Linked DNA regions of Hordeum vulgare: region 1 is linked to region 2. A link is a contact called in public Hi-C data. All regions are on one chromosome and are shown on one strand. The core of a region is the stretch at or near the end of the contact, and the rest is flanking DNA. Distances in the headings are between cores, read along the strand shown.

Region 1 (4,164 bases), core at 1,189-3,688, 350 kb before region 2:
GAAAGTGAATTATATGCCACAAAAAGTATGCCATTGAATGCACATTTCATGGAACTTTCTGATGATATATTTTTGATGGCATATAACCCATATTTTGTTGAACAAAACTACATGTCAAAGTTTGGCACAAAAAACGAAGTGGCCTTGTATGCCAAAATGGAGGGAGTATTAAATGTCTGTATGGAGGACTTAAGGAGCTGGAGTTCAAGTTAAGCTTATATGTTCCAACAAAAGTTTAGAGAGGGCATCTCTTAGAAATGCTTGAAGCCTCAAAGAGTCGAACCCCAGAATTGAGTTTGGTTACACAGGACTAACTGTAATAAAATTTGTGGTTTGTAGACTCCCCCGCATATTTGTGCATATATTGAGTGGCTAGACAAAAAACAATCAGCGGATGACAATACTGAGACATGTACCGTCAATGCCAGGGTGACTGCTGCTTGCCCAAACGATCAGATTGGTTTTAACTTTTCGAGAAGTGTTCATTTTTTGCTAAATTTTCTGACAAGGGTCAGAATTGTCGATTTTCACTCTTAGAAATGCTCAGAGCCTCAAACAGTCAAACATCAGTAGTGCTTCTCCAAACAAAAAAAAATACAAACTGAAATGCAAAAATGACTCTGGGAGCACAATGTGATAGGGTATACTAACTGATTAGCAAATTGTGAGTATGGTGTTTCAGCTGGGAGCTTTGACAGGTTCTCCTCAGCTTTGGTCAGGACAGACTGAAGCCTTCCCACGCTCTGTATCCTGTCATTTAGCATCATCACCTGCGGAACACACATGCAAAGCTTCCCAAATTAACAACAAATATGCACATGAAACACAAGTTTCTCGCAAAGATTTCCTCGGCGGTAGCAAAACTCACATGCCCCTTGTGCCGGTGCTCGCGAAGGAAATCAAGCAGGGGCTCCAGGCAATCCCTGTTGCGGAACAAAATCGAAGAGAGATGCCTGTTGAGAAACTGCACGCCATTTCCAATCGACGATGACCGACTCGGGCGTGGGATTAAGGCAGTGAATGGTTCAAAGTCAAGCTCCAGCACGTAGGGGTTGTTGTGCCTGCCAGGTCACGAGGTAAAATTATGGTGATAGAAGCTGAAATAAAACAATGCCACTTGTGACAATTTAGCTGGTTTTAATTTTAATATCATCACTCTGCAAGAGTCGAACCACAGCTCCAGCAGTCCAGCATAGAGCCGTACTGATTCTGAAGGCTACTTTTTTTTTCAACCGGGCTCACACCCCTTTCCATTAATTTGCAATCAACGGAAATACATCAGTCTGTTGTAGTCTGAATTACCCAAGAACTAGCAAACCGAAAGGAAACTGACCATAAACCAACATAAGCGCACAAGGGGACTGAAAGGGGGGAGCGAGTTGGAGCATCGCCAGGAAACCCACTGTAGGTGATGCTGAAACGAATCACCCACCATGGGGCGAAAACCTGACGACACTGAACCACTGCTCAACTAGAAACCTGGAACGCGGAACTCTAATAACACTTAGCAACAACAGCTGTCTAATAAGGCTACAACACACCAGCGGGCATCAAATCCCAGTAGAAAGACAGGCTAAGCAATATGAAGCAGCCGATTAGCCAGACCGAATCCCAGCTCCATCACCCAGGAGAAGTCTGAAGGCTACTAAGTTGTCAATTTCTTAACATGGCCTCAGCCGTCATGGCGGCCTCTCAAGCCCAACATTAACCTCTCACTAAAAAATTGACCATGGTAAAGGCAAAAGGAGCCAACGCTGGAGCTGAGATGGCAGGAAGGAACAGGGAGGGAGCAACACATACTGGCCGTCGACGAGCTCCTCCTTGAAGCGGAGATACTCCGAGACGCTGAGCTGTTCGACGTTGAGTTCGTGCACGTTGACGCGGACGTACTCCCAAACCCCCGGCCGCGGCCGCACCGCGATGGCCACGAACGGCGGCAGCACGATCGCCTCCTGCTCACGAGAGGCATAAATATTCAGGGACACCCGCGCGTGCACGGAACAGCCGGTGTTGCGACGTGACGACTCACCTGGGAGGAGCGCAGGACGTCGAGGAAGGGGCCCTCAGCGAGGGCGCTGCCGCCGGAGACCTGGACCTCGTCGAGCGTGTCGAGGATGCGGTGCGGCTGTAGGATCCCCTTCCCCTTGCTCACGTACCTACGGGAACCAACCGACCAAAGCAGGGGCAAAAAAATCGTCAGCAGAGCAGAGGCATACGAGCGAACAATTGGGCGGGGTGGCTGATCGGCGACTCACTTGGAGAGGAGGGCAACGAGCTCGTTGCGGTGGGCGTGGAGGGTGTCCTCGACGCGCTCGCGGATGCTCGGGGTGCGGTCAAGCTTCGGGGCGGCCATGGCTAGCTGCTGTGCTGCTGACTCGTGTCAGTGTGCTCCCGTCCCGCGACGTTGCGAGCGCTGCTGAGGAAGGCGAAGCCGAGTTGCCCAACTTTATAAGATGAGATGCAGCGCCTTCCTGACGCGTGGTGGAGAGCGTTAGCGAAAACGACTATACGTCTTTTCAGATGTTCCGAATCACCTACAAATGTATATAAACATTATTTAGAATATAAATTTATTTATTTTGCTTCTAGGACCTATTTGGGACTACTCCACTTCATCAAAATCAGTTTCACTTCATCAAATTCATTTTGGAGCAGTTTCATACACAAACTATAGCACTATCAAAAAAAATGTTTGAATTACATCTAGCTCCAGCTCCAAAAATAAAAAATTTGATGAAAAGAAACTATTTGAATGGTTGAGGGGGAGAAATGAAGAGGTATCTATTTACTAATGGCAGTGATGGCTAATTCCCCACCAACTTCAGCTTCTAGAGTTTTTTGAAGCACCTGTCAAGATTTTCATAAAAACTTTAAGCTATATCCCAGATTCTAGTTTTTTGTGGAGCGCCATATCACGGAGCTACCCTGTTTGGCTTGTTTTTCTGGAGCGGAGCTGAATTTTAAGGAGTAGAGCAGTCCCAAACAGCTCCTAGTCTCCTAGTGAAATCTCTAAAAAGACTTATATTTAGAAAAGAAACGGAGGAAGTACATGTTGAAAGTTTTTTTTTGAATTGGCCATTTTTGGATTCCATTTCAATAGCAGGAAGAGAGCGGAAAACAGGGATTGATCAAGTGATCGATGGTGTGAGAAAACAAATACACTGCCAGCTTAGTTCTCATGGTATGCCCCTAAAAGGATGTTCAATGCATTTGGCTCCGGCGATTCTCCATTGCTCCATGTCCCGACGGTAGGCTTTAGTGGTGGTGTTTGCGCTTGAGGTCTTTTCCCTGAAAGTGCACGCATTGCGCTCGATCCAAATGTACCAAACTACCAAGAAGAGCATCGATCTGGTTCCCTTCCTTGTGCATGGAGGAGCTTTGTCGATGATCATCTGGACACACTCAGTCGTTGTTTTTCCCCTGCCACAGTTGTTATGTGATAAGACACCACATCCAACCCAAGTTGCCACTCTGTTCCAGGCTTGGATGGCTAGTGAGCACTCCCAGAAGAGGTGCGATGAAGTCTCGAGGTGCCGCACACAGAGCTGGCAAAAATATTTGTTGTCCTAGCCGCGACGCTGAAGTCTGTCGTTGCACCAGAGCCTGTCCAGATGCAACAACCATAGGAGCATCTTCATCTTGCCCGGAGCCCAGACCCTCCATATGGATGTTTTTAAGTTCAGCGCTGGGTTTTCATTGAACTGGGCATCGTAGGCAGGCCATGCAGTGTATTTGCCGGAACTGCACGGTGTCCACCTAATCGTTTCCGCCCTCCCTTCTTTGAGAATGATTCCGACGCTCGTGATTTTCCTAGCGAGATGCAACACCAGGTGCATGATGCTTTCATAGTCACTCGAAGGTCCAAGATCCAACTGTCCTGGTGCAACGTCTCCCGGACTGGCCTGTTTTTGCGGATGGATTGGGCGATGATCGCTAGGTATGCTAGGCATAGCTGACTGCCGCCTATCCAGGAGGAGGTCTAGAAAGACGTTGTTGCACCATTGTCGATGGTCACCTCCGTGCAGGCCGCAAACAGAGCGTGATCGGCGGCGTTGCATGGGGTGCCCGTGCCAACCCAGGGGTGGGCCGACTGGGTCCAGGCCAGCCAGAGCCATTGGAGCCGCAAGGCTCGATCAAAAGTCGGCAGATCGTGAATGCCCAGGC
Region 2 (4,104 bases), core at 1,576-4,075:
TATGTCGCGCTTGGTTTGGTTGTAATTTAATACAAGTGTATTTACTTTCCGGGTGTAATTTACAGGCCAAGAGCTATTTACAACCAGAAACCAAAACAATCACTCGGGATCTGTATATATTTTACAAGTGTATTTAGGAGAAAAACGAGAATCCAAACACGGCTTTAAGATTTTACCAAGCGGGGTTCCCTCGCAACTATATTTATCCTCTATGTTCTCGATTGTTCGGCTAGAGGATAAAGGGAGCACCTGAGCGATTGTTACGACCGGATAATCCGGATACATACCTCAGATGGGTGAAGCTGAAAGCTAGGGTTCTCAATGATGAATTGGTGTGGCAAACGAAGGTAATAACAATAATTTGGTGGTTAACACCAAGGATTAACATTCCCAAACATACAATAGCTCCATACATAATGGATGCTCACAAAACCTTGAGAAAGGAACCTGTAAAGGAACTATTTCCTTGGGAAGATGTGTCAGGGCCGGTTTTTCTGGGATATTAAATTCCCATCAAAATGACCCTTGCGCATACCAGCAATAGGAATACTTTTAGCTGGTGCACAATTCCTTGATACAAATATCCAAGCAATTACAGAATTTGAAGTACAAGACCATGAAGGCCTATGGAGTACAACAAAAGGTTTCTAGTGCTTCATGGCGGAAGTGGTTCGAGGGTCTCCAACTTCTCTAGGACTCCATTTCCCATAGGAATAGCTGACCTGGATAGTTCCTGTCTCACGTGGCTGCTGTCTTCGGGGCCTAGGTTGTGGGGCTATCATCGGGATGCTCCTTTCCAAACACGGAATTTGGCCAAGACAATAGCCAGGGACGAGCGAATGAGTACTTTGCATGTACTCGCAAACATCATGAAAACACACATAAAATAGCAGGTGGTTAATTTGCATTTAAAAATATTTCGTTAGTACTACGCCACTCACAAGCTGACATCATAAATGAAGGTAAGCATGAGATGTATCCATACTGAAAATTTAATAAAAAATTAATGAAAGAAAATTAAATGAATATCGGGCGGTAATCCTCCGGAATATTTCCAAAAATAGGAAATACTCCGATCGGCTGTGTGGAACGACGCCTCGAAAGGATAAAGATAATAAGCACGCCTTAGCCAGGCATCTGCACGACACCGCAGAAATGGCTTATAAGAGATAATAAAGTGCAACCATAATTGGGCATCTGAGCGACACCACATAAAGGGCTTATAATAAATGCATGCCACAGTCGGGTGTCTACGCTACACAACATAAAGGACTTTATATGGTAATAATGATAGTTGCCACAGTTGGGCGTCTAAGAGACACCACATAAAGGACTTATATGAAATAATAACAATGAATATCAAGGAGGTAAAACCGTCCAACGGATATTCAACGTTCATATATCCGAAGGGTTAGTCCATGGAAAAATAATAATTATAATCATCCACCATATTTCACGATTATTCTCATGGTTAAGTTAACTTCCTCCGAAGACCGACACTTGTCCTATCCTAGACTGTAGTCCTTAACGGCGGACACGCCTACCCGAATAGGTATAAAACTCTGTAGAAGGTGTACTCTTTACCCACGAGTAATGGGTCTTTTAGTCAATGAAAGATGTCAACTAATTCCGATTTCGGTCTTTGAGTTGAAAACACACCTAACTTGCACAGACCAGTTCCAACTTCCTGATGTCTGGGTTCACCCACAACACTCGTTAAGTAAAACTCTGAGTGGGAAGATTCCAAATATCTATTAGCATGGGATCACAATATTTATAACAAGTGCACACAAGGGAGCTAACCCATTCGGTCGTAGACCGAAAAACCCATGCCCCCGGACCAAGTGACATACCTATGAGGGGCCACTCATATCTTCCACAATGGCTCCTCCTGTACAGTGTGCCAAGAAAGGTGTTGACGACTTACTCAACCGTATCCTTCCTTCGATAGGGACAAGTGGTAGTACGAAACAAGTAAGGGAGGTTACTGGACCAAGACTCGATCTATGGTCGACTCAGGAGGCTTATATTTTTCCCTGCATGATTAGCACAACAAGCATGTTTCACAATTCCAGAACGGGTCAGCACCTATCATACTCCATCATGCCTCACTGATCATCCTCATCTCTACAAGATGTCAGCTCCAAGGTCGTGTCTTCCCAAGACAGAGACTCCTTCGGATCTCATCCAGTAGGCATGTGTGGCATAAGGTAGTGACTACTGTCACATGCATCTCAAATGAAACAGAAATAAATTCTCATTGTTTACTTATAGGCATGATTATAACTCCACATGAAATAATGTCACTCCACTTTAGCATAGCGGCAAACTTTATTTGTTATAGCAAAGAACACAAAACAATTATTATGTCCAAGTTCAGAATGCTTGCCTTCAACGTGCACAGAGGTGAGGTGCACACCAAAACTTTTTGAAAGTTTTAATCTTCGCTCCAAAATCCTATTTTGAAAATACTCGAATCAACATACAATTTAAAAAGTACTAAAAGTTGTTTGAATTTTTTTTTGAAATAAATCTTAAAATAAACTAGATGAAATTTGAGAAACAACAGAAAAAGAATCGAGTCAATTGGAGCTTTGGTTTAAAAGATAAAGCCAGTCAAACTTGGCTCAAATTTCTGTTTTAAAAAAAATAAACATGAAAGAAAACGGTTTAATCATAAAGGGTCTCTTAAAGAGGAAAACATACTCAATGAAATATGCCTCCTGACGGGGAAAGTGCACCCGCGCAGCTGCACGATCGAGGAAGAGGCTGCCTCACCGACAGGTGGGACCCACGTGTCGTGCTTATCCCCCACCGTCCCGTGTCTCGGCAGGAATAGAGGTGAACTCCAGCGGCGATTCCTGACGACACAGGTTACCACTGGGTGTGATCTACATACGGAGATGCTCGGGAGGAGATGTCGCGTCCATTTGAGATGCTTAGGGGCGCGGCGGAGCTCGAGGGTCAGGAGCACTTCATCCATGGTGGAGGGGAGCTCCGGTGGAGAAAGGACTTCCGCCACGGGCTCGCTTAGGAAAAATGGCAACTGAAATGTTACGGCAGGGTCGTGGTAAAGCTAATGGTGGGGAAGAATGGGGAGGAGATTTTCTTCGGTTTGGTCCGAGATGATCGGTAGGCCACAGTGGGTGCCTCGGCCGGAGGCGAGGGAGGACGAGCTCCCCGGTTGATATGGTTGCTCTAGGGAGGTACTAGGTGAGTGAGGAGTGATCATATTCCACCGAGAGAGCATCGAGTGCCCCTTATTTAGGCAGATGATGTCAGTTCCCACGGTTCCCGTGGATAAGCACGGCGGCGCGGCCATGGCAGTGGAGGGCGCGTCGTGGCGATGCAGGAGGTGGTCGGTGGCGCTGGCTGGCAGCATGAAATGCCAGCGCCCTTAAAAGGGATCCAACGCCTACGAAACTTAACAAGGCTAGGACGCTAGGTTAGAGGGCAAGGGATGGCTGAGGGACATGTTGGTTTGGTCACTGGAGCTAGTCCATAAAGCAAATCTATAATCATGCCAATTTTGGCCACGCACACAAGGTGCTCGACAGAATTCTAGGGCCATCTATGGGGTTATGCTGGCCACCAAAATTTCCAGATCAAAGTCTCTTTAGATGCACAATAAGATGGCAAGGTAGATTGGCCAAAGCAAAAACTTGTTAGTGCACTTTTTGAGAAAATCATTTCTCGACAGCAACTTCAAGGGTTTGTTGCATGGTCTTAAAATTTCTAGAAGGGCATGATCTCCTATACTTTAGGGTTTGGTAGGGTCTAATACAAGCAGTAAAAATCCCAAGAGCATTGGGGCAAAATAAATTAGGGTTGTAGTTCAAAACATCAAACTGAACCAGAATTTAAAAGAGGATCATTTGCTCAAATTTTCCAAAACACGTGGCTGGGTTTTTGCATAAAAATGATCCACAAACATCACATGACATCTACAAATTTTTTTGGAATTTTTGAATGAATATATAAAATGGTTGTAGTTTAGAAGAGGTCCTTGAAGGAATAAAGAGCATTTTTTAAAAGAAGTGAAGCTTGGCAATTTTTTTATAAAAATGCTTCCACTGAATTTACCAAATGAAATAAAATGCTTTG

What was found. A called contact is a pair of places that touch in the nucleus more often than the background predicts.
Region 1: a contact with region 2 is called in a Hi-C map of leaf, with 4 times the contacts expected there. The contact joins the promoter of LOC123448679 here to the enhancer-like site in region 2. A contact is called at or near these places in 1 of 6 Hi-C or Micro-C datasets (leaf) and 1 of 1 datasets of contacts at active chromatin or transcription factors (embryo).

Annotation. Positions count from the first base shown.
Region 1 is chr4H:385,743,509-385,747,672 of MorexV3_pseudomolecules_assembly, reverse strand. LOC123448679 (sucrose synthase 4) reads right to left here and starts at 2,438. Exons shown (of 15, transcript XM_045125646.1): 1 at 2,256-2,438; 2 at 2,030-2,156; 3 at 1,801-1,952; 4 at 869-1,061; 5 at 652-770. The coding sequence starts at 2,353.
Region 2 is chr4H:385,390,837-385,394,940 of MorexV3_pseudomolecules_assembly, reverse strand. No RefSeq gene overlaps it. Among protein-coding and RNA genes, the nearest start is that of LOC123448678, 160 kb to the right of the region's middle. Within about 2 kb of position 2,825, at least 2 of the 3 cell types and tissues checked have open chromatin away from gene starts, as enhancers often do. A contact at or near this core is called in leaf, where this site is marked.